Regions from separate parts of the Mus musculus genome. Here region 2 is linked to region 1. The links are chromatin contacts, called in public capture Hi-C maps. All regions are on one chromosome and are shown on one strand. Each heading gives the region's core, a stretch centred on a gene start, on an enhancer-like site or on the middle of the called end of the contact. The rest is flanking DNA. Distances are from core to core; before and after follow the strand shown.

Region 1 (2,858 bases), core at 317-2,816:
GACTCCTCAATACAGCATGGTAACAACTCTCAGGCTCTGCTCAGAACTCAGTCCTGAGGTTGCTGTTCTGATTCAGTTTCCCCGTGGCTCCACTGACCAGAGCTCTGCTCACTATTCGCCCTTCCGATGGTCAGTGGGGTGCACAGATGCGCCCAGGATCTGGATGGGAGTGGCAAACTGCAGCTGTCTTGCAGACTCTCAGTACATATTCCCTGAATAGCCTCACAATGAAGCAGACAGCATCAGTCTCCTGTATGAGGGAGGTACCTGAAGCACAGAGAGGTCACGCAGGCCTTAGATCACCTGACTGCGCCTTGATGGGTGTGATTTAACACAGGTGCTCCGATTCCAGTCTATTAGTCCCTATTCCAGGTTCTATGCAGAAGAAACACAGAAAGAAGGCATATTAGGAGTCATTGGCGGCTTCTGAACAGCGAGAGGGGACCTAAATCCTGAGAGTTGTGAGCTCAGGGGGAGAAACTAAAGGGAAAGTGTTTGTGGGGGGAGAAAAATCCCATGTATCAGCCACCTCCTGGCGCTGCATTTTACCTGCGTGAGGGCTCCAATAAGTGCGCCTCTGAGGAATCCAAGTATTGAGCAGCCACCAGGCAGGAGCCTAAACAGCAGCCCTTCGGGATACACAACTGGACTAATCACTAGGCTTGACTCCCCAACGGGGTCTTTGGTCATTCCAGGCTGTGCTTCCTGGCTGGTGTTTTTGAAAAGGGATTGGCATGGATTTGTAAGTCTAGGTGGCTCCTATTGCTCTCTGTGAGCCTTAAGTCCCAGCCTTGGGTGACCCTTGCTTGCTCAGCGTTCTTCTGCACTTGGGGAACAATCATCCACTTGACTCACCTCCTAATGTCCCAAAACCTCGACCCTTAACTCCATACCTACTAGTCGGAAGAGATTGTCCCAGTCCCAATTATTAGAAGGAAACGGAAGCACGAAGTCTGCCGGTGGTGGGGTGTCTCTATCAAACCACCTTCTTTAAGGGTGACTTCCTACCATGTACCTTCGAAAGAGAACCAGAAAGGGGAAAAAAAATCAGCACAGTAGCTCACTTCTAGGCAGATTTTTCTTTGCTTCCTCCCTTTGACAGTCCGGCTCCATTGTCCAGCCCGAGGGAACTGAGGGAGGATTTGGACTCTACTCAACACAGGGTAGATGAGGCAGGAATAGGTTCCAATGCCCTAGTTCTTGGTCACCTCTCACTCTCCGTGACTTAAGTCACTCTGTCCTGTGTTTATGCATTAAGCCAGCGACAAGCTCCCCAACTCATACTCTCAGGATTGGCAACCTTCTCTCTCCGTACTCACCAGGACTATCCTGGTGCTCAGAGGGACCCAGAGTGCTACAGTCTTCCTTAAACAGAGAAATCGTAGATCATCTCCATGCCACGAAGCCGCGGGCCGCTGCTTCGGCGAGCACCGTGGATCGCTGGGTCTGCATTTCTCCAGTCCTACCGATTTGGGTGGCTCTGGCAGCGTTGGCTTTGAAATGGAATTGCGGCTGGAAGGGATTGGGGCACAACAGCACACACGGGATGCAAATGGTCACTGGGAGATCCCCTTACACCTCATCCCTCCTCCTCCCAATTCTGGCATTTCGCCAGCGCCGCCAGACCAGCCCTTCCCTGCGCCCACACAAGAGGAGCAGAGAAGAGCAAAGCCCCAAGCCGGCCTCCCTGGCTGGTGGCCGCGCGAACTGGCCCCCAGCGCCCGGGTCCCGCCGGGGCGCGCGCGCGCATCCCGAGCCCGCTAGGAAGGCCCACAAAGCTAAAGCCCGGGCCCCGGGCCCAGGCCGGGAGAGCACGGAGCGGGGCGGGGCGGGGCGGTCCAGGCGGGCCGGGGGTGTCGGATGTCACCCCCCCGCGTACACCTCGGCCAGGAGGCGGGGAAGCGAACCACTGAGATGAGGAGACCTCCTCGGTCCTAGAGCGGTGCAGGAAGTGTCCCAGGGGAGGGAGCCGGAGGGCTCCGGCCTTTCCTTTCCGCGGCGGCCCGGCCTACGCGGCCCGCCAACCGGGACGCTGCGCAGCGGTGAGTATACTGTGGCCCGGCTTCCCATGCCCCGCTGTCTGAACCCGGAACCCGCTCCCCACTTCCCGCGCTCTGATCCCCAGCCCGCGCCTGGGTCCTGCTCCCTGTTCTCCTCTTCCCGCGTCCGGGCCCAGATCCCTGCTCCCAGAGCCGCGTCCTCATAGGTGCCCTCGGGGATGAAGCAATACAATTCTCTTCCAGGCGTCTCCCTTCGCTCCCAAGCCCAGCTGATGCATTCTAGAGGATCCCGAGACAGGGTTGGCCTGGCCAGGGACCGAGTCTGGCCCATGCATTGGAGCCGCCTCTGCCAAAACACCAGAGAGACCGAGCTGGAAGGTGAGGATCTGCTCGCCTGCTGTCCCGGGCTTCGAAGGAAAGAGCCAGCAAATCTGAAAGAGTGGAAGCGACAGAAACCCCATAGTTCTCCTGGCCTAAAACACCCTCCTCTTCCTCCTCCTCCTGCTCTTCATTCCTTCCCTGGGATCCTGCGCCTTCAATAACTGCTTTGGGCAAGCCCCGCCCCTGCGGGAGCCCTCCCCTCCCTAACGGTAGTTCATTCATAAAGCTTCCGCTCCCGAGGCTCCTGCGCGCCAGGTGCCAGAGTGACAAAGAGGCACACGCTTGTCTGGCCTAGGGCTCTTTGAGAGCAGTCCCCCAGCAGAACCGGGTGCTGAGGGTGGGACCCTGGACACACTATCCTAAGTGTAGACCTGAGCCATTCAGGGCCCAGCAGGTGGGAGACAGTGGGCGGAGGAAGCAGGAGAGAGCGGGCGGGGCCCGGATTGGGTTCTTAATACGGGAGTAAGACGTGAGAGT
Region 2 (2,914 bases), core at 65-2,564, 65 kb before region 1:
TAAATGACAAGTTTCTCCTTAGCCCTGGAGCTCCATCATGGACTAGTATAGTTATCAGAGGCCACCAGAGAGAGAGAGAGCCTTGACTCTGCACACAGAGGGGCTTTGATCCACAGAGCAGCTTTGATAGTCGTGAGGGGAACTTTTCCAAATGGTTGAGGTCTCCAGGCTGTCAAAGGCTTACTGGGGCCAACTCCTAATGACCTAATTTCATTTTGTCTCCTACCTCAATCCCATGAATCACTGATGGCAGGCAGCTCATTGGTTCCCTGAGAGCAGCGGCACCCAGAAATCAAACTGGCTGTGCTCTTTGTCTCTGTCTCTCTGTCTCTCTATCTCACTGTCTCTCTCTCTCTCTCTCTCTCTCTCTCTCTCTCTCTCTCTGTCTCTCTCTGATAATATCTCCTTGGCAAAGATTTAAATGTCACTCTAAGTATGAAACAAATAGCATCCCAGAGCCAACTGATCTTTTGTCAAACAATTCTAAGGACTTTCTCCCAAGCTCACCATTGTTGCACTCAGGTCTCACTGGGAATCAGTAACAAATCAGAAGGTAAAGTTTTCCATTCCCCCCCCCCCCCCACTCCAGGTATTCAGAGAGCCTGGAACCCTGCTGTTTTACAGTCTGAGTGAGGGACAGAGAAGCCATGGTGAGTAGTCTAGGGCCAGAGCTTCTGTAGTCCTGTGAGCCAGAGCACATCCTCACAGTGACATTGTCACAGTGACATCCTCACAGTGACAGGCCAGGTGTCGTCATCAGAGGTGAGAAGGCTGCATGACTGTGAGCTTATCGAGAGAGTCCCTCCCTGCTCGCAAAGCGCGTCTTCCTGCTTTATTTTACCTCTTTCCTCTATCCTGTCTCTGTCTCCAGAAGACAAAATAAAAAAGCCTCAGAAAGTGGACACTTTCCCATCAACGTGTTTGTGGAGAAGTCAAACACTCCAGGGGCAGTGGGAATCATGGGAGTCATGACTGAACGTGAATGACGCCTGAGGCTGTGTGGAACTCTGGCACCGAAGTCTCTCTATCTTCTCCAGGATCTGCAGCCGAGGCAAGCCTCATCCCCACTCCCACTGTAACAGATGCAGGAATTGAAGTTTAGCAAGACTGGCTTGGTGAAGGTCAGAGTAGGAGGGGGTGTGAGATGCGCATACTGCTGTCTTGACGCCCCATCCAGGGGGCTAAAGAGGGTCAGGCAGGAGGAAGCCTGAGAGAAAGCAGACACCGTGAGAAAATGACTCATTTCATCCCGTGCCAGTCACTCACCCAAACTCTCTTCACTCATCATCGCAGCTCCCAGAAGATGCCTTAGCATGAGAGGTGACAACCACAGCTGCTTCTGGGACACCCCAAAGGACTTTATCCTCCTGGGCATTTCCGACAGGCCATGGCTGGAGCTCCCAGTCTTTGCAGTCCTCCTGGTGTTCTACATTCTGGCTATGCTGGGGAACATCTCTATCATCCTGGTATCCCAGCTGGATCCTCAGCTCCACAGCCCCATGTACATATTCCTCAGCCACTTGTCCTTCCTGGATCTCTGCTACACCACCACCACTGTCCCTCAGATGCTGTTCAACATGGGGAGCTCCCAGAAGACCATCAGTTACGGTGGCTGCACGGTGCAATACGCCATTTTCCACTGGCTGGGCTGCACCGAGTGCGTTGTCTTGGCGGCCATGGCTCTGGACCGCTACGTGGCCATCTGTGAGCCACTCCGCTATGCTATCATCATGCACCGCCCACTCTGCCAGCAGCTCGTGGCTATGGCCTGGCTCAGCGGCTTCGGCAACTCCCTTGTTCAGGTCATCCTGACAGTGCAATTGCCTTTCTGTGGCCGGCAGGTGCTGAACAACTTCTTCTGCGAGGTGCCAGCCATGATCAAGCTGTCCTGTGCTGATACTACGGCGAATGATGCCACCCTGGCTGTGCTGGTGGCCTTCTTTGTGCTGGTCCCTCTGGCCCTCATCCTCCTCTCCTACGGCTTCATTGCTCGGGCAGTGATGAGGATCCAGTCCTCCAGGGGACGGCACAAGGCCTTCGGGACTTGCTCTTCCCACCTGTTGGTGGTCTCCCTCTTCTACCTGCCCGCCATTTACATGTACCTGCAGCCGCCATCCAGTTACTCACAGGAGCAGGGCAAGTTCATCTCCCTCTTCTATTCTATAATCACCCCCACCCTTAACCCTTTCATCTACACCTTGAGGAATAAGGACGTGAAGGGAGCTCTCCGAAGACTCCTGGCAAGGACCGGAAGGCTGTGTGGAAGGTGAAAAATGTAATCCCGGAAGACCTACACCTCTGGCAGAACTCCGCAGCAAGGACTCTGGGGGGTGGGTAGGGTTGTAGCTCAGGGGTGGTACAGCACTTCCTTGGCATGTGGGAAGGACTGAGTTCAACCCCTAGGGCTGTAGGAAATTCTTGGAACAGTAGGTTCTTTGAGAGATTTGAAAGAAAACAAAAAACATCCAAAAGCATTTCACCTTCCGTGTGGTGATGAGGCTCAAAGTCCCGCATCTGAGCGTTAAGTTCCATTCTCAGAGCACAGTTCTAAGAAGCCATATATCTTCAAGAAGCGCTTAAATGACTTGATGCTCACAAGTACTCGTTACGCTGTTTAACTTCTAATTCCCTGGCTCTTCCTGTTTTCTTCCTCTTCCTGTATTTCCTCTCTCGTTTCCCATGTATCTTTTTAAACCCCTTTCTTCCATTACAGTCACTCCAGATGTGTACAAAATGAACTTGACACAGAGTCTTACCTCGTTTATAATAAACGTCTGTTCTTCGTGGATCAAAATCAATACATTTTGTATTTATTTTCCAAAATGTCATAAGAATGACATGACTGCATCCTTCTATTCATAACCATAAACAATTTTCTTTTCCCTCTGGTTTAAACTGTCCTTACAGAAAGTTT

What was found. Capture Hi-C pulls out chosen DNA fragments and counts their contacts.
Region 2: a contact with region 1 is called in a capture Hi-C map of macrophages, with 6 times the contacts expected there. The contact joins the promoter of Olfr222 here to the promoter of Zkscan17 in region 1. A contact is called at or near these places in 16 of 39 promoter capture datasets (the 3T3-L1 cell line, the C10 cell line, the HPC-7 cell line and 10 more), 9 of 15 datasets of contacts at CTCF or cohesin (CD8 T cells, the G1E-ER4 cell line, the NIH/3T3 cell line and 5 more), 146 of 484 Hi-C or Micro-C datasets (the 63-12 cell line, 8-cell embryo, the AML12 cell line and 91 more), 27 of 115 datasets of contacts at active chromatin or transcription factors (the 230-238 cell line, the HPC-7 cell line, the SCID.adh cell line and 15 more) and 5 of 9 other capture datasets (adipose tissue, embryonic stem cells, liver and 2 more).

Annotation. Positions count from the first base shown.
Region 1 is chr11:59,505,348-59,508,205 of GRCm38.p6, reverse strand. It overlaps Zkscan17 (zinc finger with KRAB and SCAN domains 17), which reads left to right and starts at 1,566. Exons shown (of 10, transcript NM_172941.4): 1 at 1,566-2,042; 2 at 2,244-2,378. It overlaps 4933439C10Rik (RIKEN cDNA 4933439C10 gene), which reads right to left and starts at 2,553. Exons shown (of 5, transcript NR_015585.3): 1 at 1,320-2,553; 2 at 894-1,015; 3 at 268-375.
Region 2 is chr11:59,570,138-59,573,051 of GRCm38.p6, reverse strand. It overlaps Olfr222 (olfactory receptor 222), which reads left to right and starts at 1,314. Exons shown (of 1, transcript NM_001011789.1): 1 at 1,314-2,270. The coding sequence starts at 1,314. The coding sequence ends at 2,270.